Regions from separate parts of the Mus musculus genome. Here all the other regions are linked to region 2. Evidence: chromatin contacts called from public HiChIP or PLAC-seq and promoter capture Hi-C data. All regions are on one chromosome and are shown on one strand. Each heading gives the region's core, a stretch centred on a gene start, on an enhancer-like site or on the middle of the called end of the contact. The rest is flanking DNA. Distances are from core to core; before and after follow the strand shown. Region 1 holds the start of Macroh2a2 (macroH2A.2 histone). Region 2 holds the start of Fam241b (family with sequence similarity 241, member B). Region 3 holds the start of Hkdc1 (hexokinase domain containing 1).

Region 1 (2,700 bases), core at 74-2,573, 330 kb before region 2:
TAGGATTGATCGCGCCTGGGGCCTCCTGGGGTGTATGGCTTCTTGCTGTGATTTCCCCTGAAGCCAGCTCACCTGGAGAACTGCTTCAGTTGCTCCAGTCTGGGCAACCTGAGCCCAGTTCCCAATGAGTGCGTCCACTCTTTGGTTTTTTTCACTGGCCCCTTTCCCACTTTCCTCATCCCAAGAGAACCACGGCCCAAACGCTGCAGTAATGGCCAGGCCTAAATCAGGCCCACCCGTGGCTCATTTGAAGCCCAGGCACCATCAGTAATGCTGAACTCGTGAAGAAGGAGGTTCAATTGGCGTTTGGTGGCGGGGGTGGGGTTCGATGCCCCTTTGGCCATTGTTGAGAGGAACAAAGAGGGCAGGAGCTAAGGGCGCCCCCATGAGGAAAGGCGTGGAAAGCCACTCTGGGGAGCCATCCTAGGCTAGCGGGGCTGGAAAGCGGTGCACCTGGATGGCGCTCTGGCAACCGGGGAGGCAGGGCTGATTTCTACCCGCGGCAGCGGCTGCCGCCTTTCCCTGACTTGACTTTGATCCCCCTCTTCTTGATATTGTTACTATTATTTTTGTTATTTTCCCGCGCAAATTAAGCAGCTGGGACCGGTAGGGCGAGCCGCTCAGGGGCCGCCATTTGCCGGTGGAAGCACCGATCGCCCCGGAAAGGGAACCCGAGGGGAGTGCTCGGCCTCAAGTCCTCCTCCGCCCGCGGCTCCCGCAGCATCCCGGCTCCGCGCCCGCGCCGCCCCGGCGTCTCTGCGTCCTCCTCCATTGTCAGCCCCGCGCCCAGCTCGGCACCCCGGAGGCCCTGGTCGCGCGCCCTCGGCCCTTGCGAGCCAGCGTCCCCCTCCCGGTTCCCTCGGCGCCCGGGCGCCTCCCTCCTCCCTCCCCCGCTCCCCGAGCTCCGCATCCAGGGCTCCCGGCACCGCCAGCCTGGCCGCGGGACCCCGCATTTCGGCATCCTCCCTGCTTGGCCCAGGGTGCCCCGGCCCCTCGCCAGCGGCGGGCATCGCGCGGCGTCTTCGGCAAACCCCCCTTTTATCTCCCGAGGAAGCAAGTTGGGCAGATCGATTTATTAATTTCTGTGGCAGAGGTGGGTCGGTGACCGGGGTGCGCCCTCAGGGCTGCAGCGGGGAGGCGCCGTGGCTCCCTTCGGCCCCTGCACTGCCCGGACAAGAGGGTTTTGTTTCCAGACCCCCGGCGCCCCCCGAAACAATGATGCCATGGGCATGGCGGGCTCACCTGGTGCTGCACCGCGGGCTCCGGGCGCCCGGTGGCCTAGTGCGCGCCAATCCCGGCCGCAGGTTCGGCCCGCGTGCCGCCGGTGCTGGGCAGGACCCTGCCTTTCTTGGGGTTGTATCTGTGCGTGTCAATGGCGGCAAGCGGCAGTTCTCCGGGCCGCGGATAGTAGCGGGGGGAGGAGGAGGAGGGAGAAGGGATTGCTCCTTCTCCACATAACCACCTCTAGGAGGAGTCGCTCAGCCTCATCCCCCGCCAGCCCAGGCTCCGCGACGGGTCCGGGGGCTTTCGTGGGGCTTGATGAGCTATTGTCCTTCTGCAGTGGAACCACAGGGCCAGTTCGCGGAGCTGTCGGCTGCGAGGACACCGCTTCCCTAGAGCCCGGCACGGAGGCCTTGTGGTCACCAGCCACAGGCTCCAGATAGCTCGACCCACCTTTGCTGGGCGAAAGAGGTGTGGGCGTTCATCTGCCCATTACGGGATGAGAAGGTGAACGAAAAAAAAAAAAAGCAAGCCACGTTGGATGCAGCCCTGATCTGAAATTACCAAACACGTTACTGTGTCGCGCACGGCGCCGAAGGAACCGAGAATTTATTCTGGTGATTCGCTAGTAGTGATGGAGATCCAGATGTGCTTCCTGGTGGATGAAGACCATGTGCCCCGGCATCATTTAAAAATTGGATTGCGTTAATTTGCCATCTCCCGACGGTTATTGAGGTTAAGCACAAAGAGAGTGTCTAAAGAAGCAATTTTTTGTATTAGTTTCTGGAAAATTCATTGTGATGGCGGTGCAGTGGACAGTATCAGGTGACACTGGGCGCGTGTAGTTGTTTGGTCCCTGATGAAAAACCACGTTGTCTTTTGTACTGTGAACCCTGTCAAGGGCACATGGCTCTAGGGCCAGTCACCGTAAGCATTCAGTTGAATGGACGGTCCATGGTGCCTCAGATTTTTTCCTGCATGAATCAGAGGACTCTGGGAGGAAACCTTTTGATTTCTGCAAAAAAAAAATAAAAAATAAAAAATAAAAAATGTGAAGCCGAGATCTTTAGCATTGAGCGAATGGACTTTGCCCAAACCCGTGACCTTTTGTATGTGTGCTCGCTGCCACAAACTAACTGTACTTGTATCTATGTACACAGTGGGGGACTTTGGGGGTCACCGAAGACCTGTGATTGCCTGGGTGGAGAGAAGTTAGCTACTCAACCACCCTCGCCATTTTATCAGGCGGGCCGCTGGCATTTATAGACCAGTGCTTTCCATTGAGAATGTGTATTTTAAGCTTGAGTGTTTTGCTGAGAACCAGCCATGTCTTTTGCTCTCCCTGCAAACCATGCATGGTTCATTCTGCTGTAAACGTATCTCCCATAATGGGGACCCCACAGTATGAGAGAGAGGACAGCCAGCCCTGAGGCTCCTGCAGAAGCCCTTGATGCTCTCTGGGGATGACCCTCCTGTCTA
Region 2 (2,700 bases), core at 53-2,552:
TGCACGGCATGAGGAGCTGTGTTAAAGGGCCATGGAGTTAGGAAGGTTGAGAGTCGCGGCTGTAGAAGGTAAGCAGGGCGCTGGAGACTGGGAATTGGGGCCAGCTGCTACACTTCTCTTCAGGATGGCTGCCTACCTGCTGAGAGCTGCTACTTCTGTGCTGGGTGGTCGTCCTCACTCGTGGGTCATCATCCTGAACGATCTCCCCATTGGCCAAGATCCTCACCATTCTCCCTGGACGCTGGGAATTTCTGCTGCGCTGTACCTGCCAATAAATGCATGCCCTTCGATTGATCGTCTAGGGGGCAGATCTTTCCCCTGACCTCAACGGGCCCGCTACAGATAATTGAGAGATTGTTTTTCGGTGGTGATCATATGGTGGCCCACCCTTAGCAGGTGCTTGTCCTATTAACCAAAAGAGGTGGAAAAAATGCAAGGGAGGAAGAGAGGGAGGGTGGGTCCCAGGGCCCTGTCCAAGTGACGCACACCTGTAATCAACACCAGAACTCCAAGGAGGTACAGGCTGGAAGGTCAGGGGTTAAAGGCCAGCTTCTGCTAAGTGAAACCCTGTCTCAAAAAAGAAACAAACAGGAAGGCAGTGTTTTGTATGCTAACGTTAAAACAACAACAACAACAACAAAACCAACCAACAAACAAAACAAACAAACAAAACAAAACAAACAAACAAAAAAAACAGGGTTAGGGTGCGGTTCCTAAGCACTGCCAAAAAGAGCAGGCGCTAATAATCTACGTAGATCCTCTTAGGTCTCCACCCAGGTGGCAGAACCTGGGGACATCACGCTGGGGAGGGTGTACCTGCGCTGCGGAGGGCACGCCCCCTGCCCCTCACCTGCAGGGAACACCCAGGTAAAGGACGAAGTCCAACCTCCCACCACAAGGTGTGTGAGCTGCAGCTGCGGCTCTGGGGGACCCCAGCTTTGCAGCCCCTAAGGGTGACGATAGGCCCGGCACTGTCACCCGAGGAGCGCCTCCGTGTTCATCTCAACCCGCCGGGGCACCGAGGCAGGTTGGGCCCGGGGAGGAGCACAGCGTGGAGCGGGCAGGGTCGCGGTTCTGCGCGACGTCCCGTGCTTTGTCATCCCGCAGGCTGGCCCACCCGCGCCGCTGCAGCGCCTCGGTCAGGCGTGGCTCCAGGCCCCGCAGCGGTGGGAAGGGGTGCGGATCCGGGACCCGGCGCGAACACCACCCACCTGCGCGCACGGTTCCCGGGGCTCGGCGTCCACGGGCGGCCGTTTCCTCCCACCTGACCTCACAGGAAGCGCGCACCGCAGGGGCGAGGCCCGGCTCGGGGCCCCCTCTGCCGGCTGCCGGGGTAACTGCAGCTGCGCATCGGGACTGGAGGAGAAGGGAGGGGAAGGAGGGAGAAGGGAGGACAAGGAGCAGCTAGATTGGGGAGGAAGGACTATCGGGAAGAGATGAGGAGGCTGAGAAGGATTGGGATGGGGAATGTGGGTGAATACATGATGGGGAAGAGGACCAGGGAAGAGGGGATCACATAAAAGCCCAGGACCCGGGATGCCTGGGTTGGGAGAAGAGAAGTAGGCAGAAGGTGAGCCCACTTGTAAACACAAGTCTGCTCAGATCTGCCCAGCTAACTCTGCCTGTTCCACTTGAGAAGGACCCAGCCCCGCCCCTCAGGAGCTCCAAGCTCCTTGGGGACCGAAGAGGTATGAATCACTGGCATGTTCGCTCAGTTTGCAGCATGCTTCCCTCAGAGCGGGTTGGGGGCGGGATCACCAGATTAATTCTTGGTCTCTAGTGAGTCCAGGTGTAGTGGGGAGGAGAAAGGATGGATAGACAGCCTGAAAAGGCAGAGTCAGAGAAGAGACAGGGGACTGGAGGGAAAGTGTGAGACAGGACAGAGAGACTGATAGATGGTTGAGCTTCACAGCCTGATGACTTGAGTTGGATCCCTGGAACCTGCGTGGAGGAAGCAGGGACCTCACTCCCTTTACAACCCTCTGACACTGTTCCGGTAGGAATCCTGAGAGAGTTTTGCAGCCTCACGGAGTGGGAATCTAGGTCAGGCATCTCTGGCGTTGGCTCTGGCTCAAGCCAAGCATCTATCACCTAGAACCACCCAAGAAGAGAGTCTCCTTAAGGTTTGATTTAGATCTGGTTGGCCTTGGTGCTTGTCTGTAAAGAATTGTCCTATTAATTGACCAAGCCCATTGAGGGTGGCACCATTCCCTAGGCTGGACCCTGAGCTATGTAAGAGTAAAGAAAACCAGTGGGGAAGTGAGCAGCCAGCGTTGGTGCCCCGGTTTCTCTCTGCTCTTGATTGGATGTGATGTGATTACTATTTAAGTTTCTGAAGTGACTTCCCCTGAACTGCAATATGGAATTGTTAACCAAAATAAAGCCTTTCCTATAGCCCTAAGTAAATTTTCAGTGAGAGTATTTTACCGTAGAAACAAAAACAAAACAGATAGCCAACAACAACAAATCTGACATCTGGAAGACAGAAAGAGTATAGGAGTATCTGCAAATGAATAATATAAGCAACCAAGTTAAAACATAGGTGAAAGATTTCATCAGGCATATTATAAAAGAAATCTAAATGGCCAGTGAATCTTAAATCTGTGCTCAATGTTACAATTTGGGAACCTTATGAATCATTGGATGGACTGGGAGGAGGAAACGTAATGATACCACATCCTTGATGCTGGGCAGTGAAGT
Region 3 (2,700 bases), core at 143-2,642, 310 kb after region 2:
ACAGAATGAAAAGCTGTCAAAGCAAATGGGTTTCTACTCTCCGGCTTGCCCTGGCTCTCATGGACTGCAGACAGGCGGCGTTTACCCACTAGCAAAGAAGGGGCTACAAGGGGGCCATACTTCTTCTTTCAAAGTTTGAAAAGCATTTAGAAGGCTAGAGGAGGCATCTGCCAGTTTCAGTGTACTGTTAGTGCCCGGGTGACCTTGGCAGAGTCTGGTTGCCCAGAGGACTCCTGTTGTCAATGGAGATGCTACATCCTCCTCCTTGCAGCTGTCAGCAGCCAGTGAGTGTGACCAGGGACACAGGCTGCACTCATTTTAGCTGCCAGGAGATAATCCTGGTCTCATCAGTCAACTAGAGCCCATCTTGATTTTGTAGCTGGGGCAAAGTAGCCAAAAAACTCTGACCTATTAATAGGACAATAGGACATGCTGAAAATTACAACTGTGTTAAAATGTACATGCCAGCCATGCCGAGTAGGTTGTAATTCCAGGCACTTGGGAGACTGAGATTGTAGTCTCAGACCAGAGTGGGCCATATAAGACCCTGTGTCAAAATCATAAAATAAACCCCAGGTTTTCTCTTGGTGCCTTTATTTCCATTTGATTTCAAACACATGAATAATCGGATGCACTTTTAAAAGTTCTCTTTCTAGCCGGGCGTGGTGGCACACGCCTTTAATCTTAGCACTTGGGAGGCAGAAGCAGGCAGATTTCTGAGTTCGAGGCCACCCTGGTCTACAAAGTGAGTTCCAGGACAGCCAGGGCTATACAAAGAAACCCTGTCTCGAAAAACCAACCAAACAAACAAACAAAAAGATCTCTTTCTTTATAAACGACTCACCTTCGTCGTGGCCTTGCCCCTAAATGGCCCTGAATTGGGCACAAAGTTCCTAGAACTTTTTGAAGACTTCCAATTTCCCATATTTGCCAAGAGGCTCTGACTGAAAGCCGGGACGAGGGACAATGAGCAATGTGGGACACTTACTACCTCTTCCTCCCTGAGACATTCACTGGTATTGGCTCCCTGTATCTTTTCCAATAAAGTCTCTTAAATACTTTTTCCTTTCCTGCTGGGGCTTGAACCCAGGACGTTATAGAAGCTAGGTAAGCACTCTAGAGCTGCCCTCCCCACCCCTGCCCCAGTGCCTTAATTCCTTTTGCTGTTGAGAGGGAGTCTGTTGGGTCTGTCAGCGTAGACTGGGCCAGACACCTCAGCTTCAGAGTCCTTACCTTCTTGATCTGGTCCTCCTTCAGCTTGGTGAAGTAAAACGCCACCAAGTGTACTGCAAACATGTTCCCAAGTGCGGTTGTTCCCGAGAGCGCCGAGTCTTCAGTACACTCTCTGTCTGCGGAGTGCTGCACGCCTCTAGTTTGGGCGGGGAGGTGGGTGCTTGGGCTAAATACTTCCAGCTGCTCGGTTCAATGATTAAACTTCGCCCGTCTTTGGTCCCTCCCTCCGCCACACACTCGATTGTCTAACAGGAGGCTCTGGTGGGAGCTGAAGGTAAGCAGAGGGGAAGGCTGGGGATTGATGGCTCACTTGACTATTTGAGAACTGAGCATCGAGAAAATCTTGTTGCTAAGTGACACACTAAGGCCTGTGCTCTAAGACCACTCAGCTAAGGAAAAGCTTGTGAGAAGTTGGGGGTGGGGTGGGGGGAGCAAAACAGAGCCAATTTATGAACTAAATCCCAGTTCCAGAATTCCTCTTCTCAGCGAGGCAACAGGACTGTAGACTCCTGGTATCCTAGGCAGCGTCTTTGGTTTTGTTTTTTGTTTCCAGATGGGTTTCACTGGTATTGGCTCCCTGTATCTTTTCCAATAAAGTCTCTTAAATACTTTTTCCTTTCCTGCTGGGGCTTGAACCCAGGACGTCATAGAAGCTAGGTAAGCACTCTAGAGCTGCCCTCCCCACCCCTGCCCCAGTGCCTTAATTCCTTTTGCTGTTGAGAGGGAGTTCGTGTTATAAGGAGTACTGTGTAAAACTGGCTGCTCTGGCTGTGGACCAGGCTGGCCTCGAACTCAGAGATCCACCTGCCTCTGCCTCCCGAGTACTGGGATTAAAGCTGTGTGCCACTGCTGCCTGGCTTCTGAGGCACCATCTTAACTAAGGCTAAGCAGTGTCCTGGTCCTGCAGATTCAAAAAAAAAAAAAAATGCTGAGACAATTCCTCTACTGTGGCAGATAAGCTAATGAGAAGTAATCAATACTCCACAGTGGTAAGCCAGACAGCCTTTAGTAGCTTGGGGCTGCTCTCTCTCTCTCTCTCTCTCTGTGTGTGTGTGTGTGTGTGTGTGTGTGTGTGTGTTGGGAGGTGGGGGCATTAAGAATGGAAGCCACCAGGCCCTGCTGGAGTGCTGCGCAGGAAGGATGTACTACCATTGAGACACCTGGTTTCTTGCCCTCTGCTCTCACCATGCGTGGTATGAGAAGGATCTGCCACATGGGAACACAACCTTTTGCAGTCCTCCCAGCCACTGGCTGGTTAGTGAATTCAGTGATGGCCAGCAAGGCCATCCACTCCAGGATGGGATATGAGATTATGACAAGGAGTGGGCAGAAGGAAAACAACCAAAATCAAAGACTTCTACAGTGTCCAGTAGCCTGGGAGTGAGGCAGGCAGGCAGGCAGCCTATGGGATTTCACTGAGGCAAAGGACAGCAAAGGCTGTTCGTGTTATAAGGCGTACTGTGTGTT

The links. HiChIP or PLAC-seq counts read pairs in DNA pulled down with a chosen protein or histone mark. Capture Hi-C pulls out chosen DNA fragments and counts their contacts.
Region 1: an H3K4me3 HiChIP or PLAC-seq map of forebrain shows a contact between it and region 2, with 6 times the contacts expected there. The contact joins the promoter of Macroh2a2 here to the promoter of Fam241b in region 2. A contact is called at or near these places in 14 of 39 promoter capture datasets (the 3T3-L1 cell line, the HPC-7 cell line, cranial neural crest and 8 more), 2 of 484 Hi-C or Micro-C datasets (the HL-1 cell line and cerebral cortex), 16 of 115 datasets of contacts at active chromatin or transcription factors (acute myeloid leukemia, craniofacial prominence, differentiating embryonic stem cells and 8 more) and 2 of 9 other capture datasets (adipose tissue and embryonic stem cells).
Region 3: a contact with region 2 is called in a promoter capture Hi-C map of adipose tissue. The contact joins the promoter of Hkdc1 here to the promoter of Fam241b in region 2. A contact is called at or near these places in 16 of 39 promoter capture datasets (the 3T3-L1 cell line, the C10 cell line, cranial neural crest and 8 more), 15 of 484 Hi-C or Micro-C datasets (Sertoli cells, cerebellar granule neurons, cerebral cortex and 5 more), 2 of 115 datasets of contacts at active chromatin or transcription factors (embryonic basal ganglia and embryonic forebrain) and 3 of 9 other capture datasets (adipose tissue, embryonic stem cells and macrophages).

What each region holds. Positions count from the first base shown.
Region 1 is chr10:61,782,541-61,785,240 of GRCm38.p6, forward strand. It overlaps Macroh2a2 (macroH2A.2 histone), which reads right to left and starts at 1,324. Exons shown (of 9, transcript NM_207000.2): 1 at 1,243-1,324. Gm2137 (basic proline-rich protein) reads left to right here. Exons shown (of 3, transcript XM_006514419.2): 2 at 611-1,093; 3 at 1,562-2,282. The coding sequence ends at 1,732.
Region 2 is chr10:62,109,748-62,112,447 of GRCm38.p6, forward strand. It overlaps Fam241b (family with sequence similarity 241, member B), which reads right to left and starts at 1,303. Exons shown (of 4, transcript NM_027251.4): 1 at 1,212-1,303; 2 at 489-567; 3 at 137-265. The coding sequence starts at 229.
Region 3 is chr10:62,421,065-62,423,764 of GRCm38.p6, forward strand. It overlaps Hkdc1 (hexokinase domain containing 1), which reads right to left and starts at 1,393. Exons shown (of 18, transcript NM_145419.1): 1 at 1,234-1,393. The coding sequence starts at 1,296. It overlaps Gm30322 (a long non-coding RNA gene), which reads left to right and starts at 1,442. Exons shown (of 3, transcript XR_380484.3): 1 at 1,442-1,507.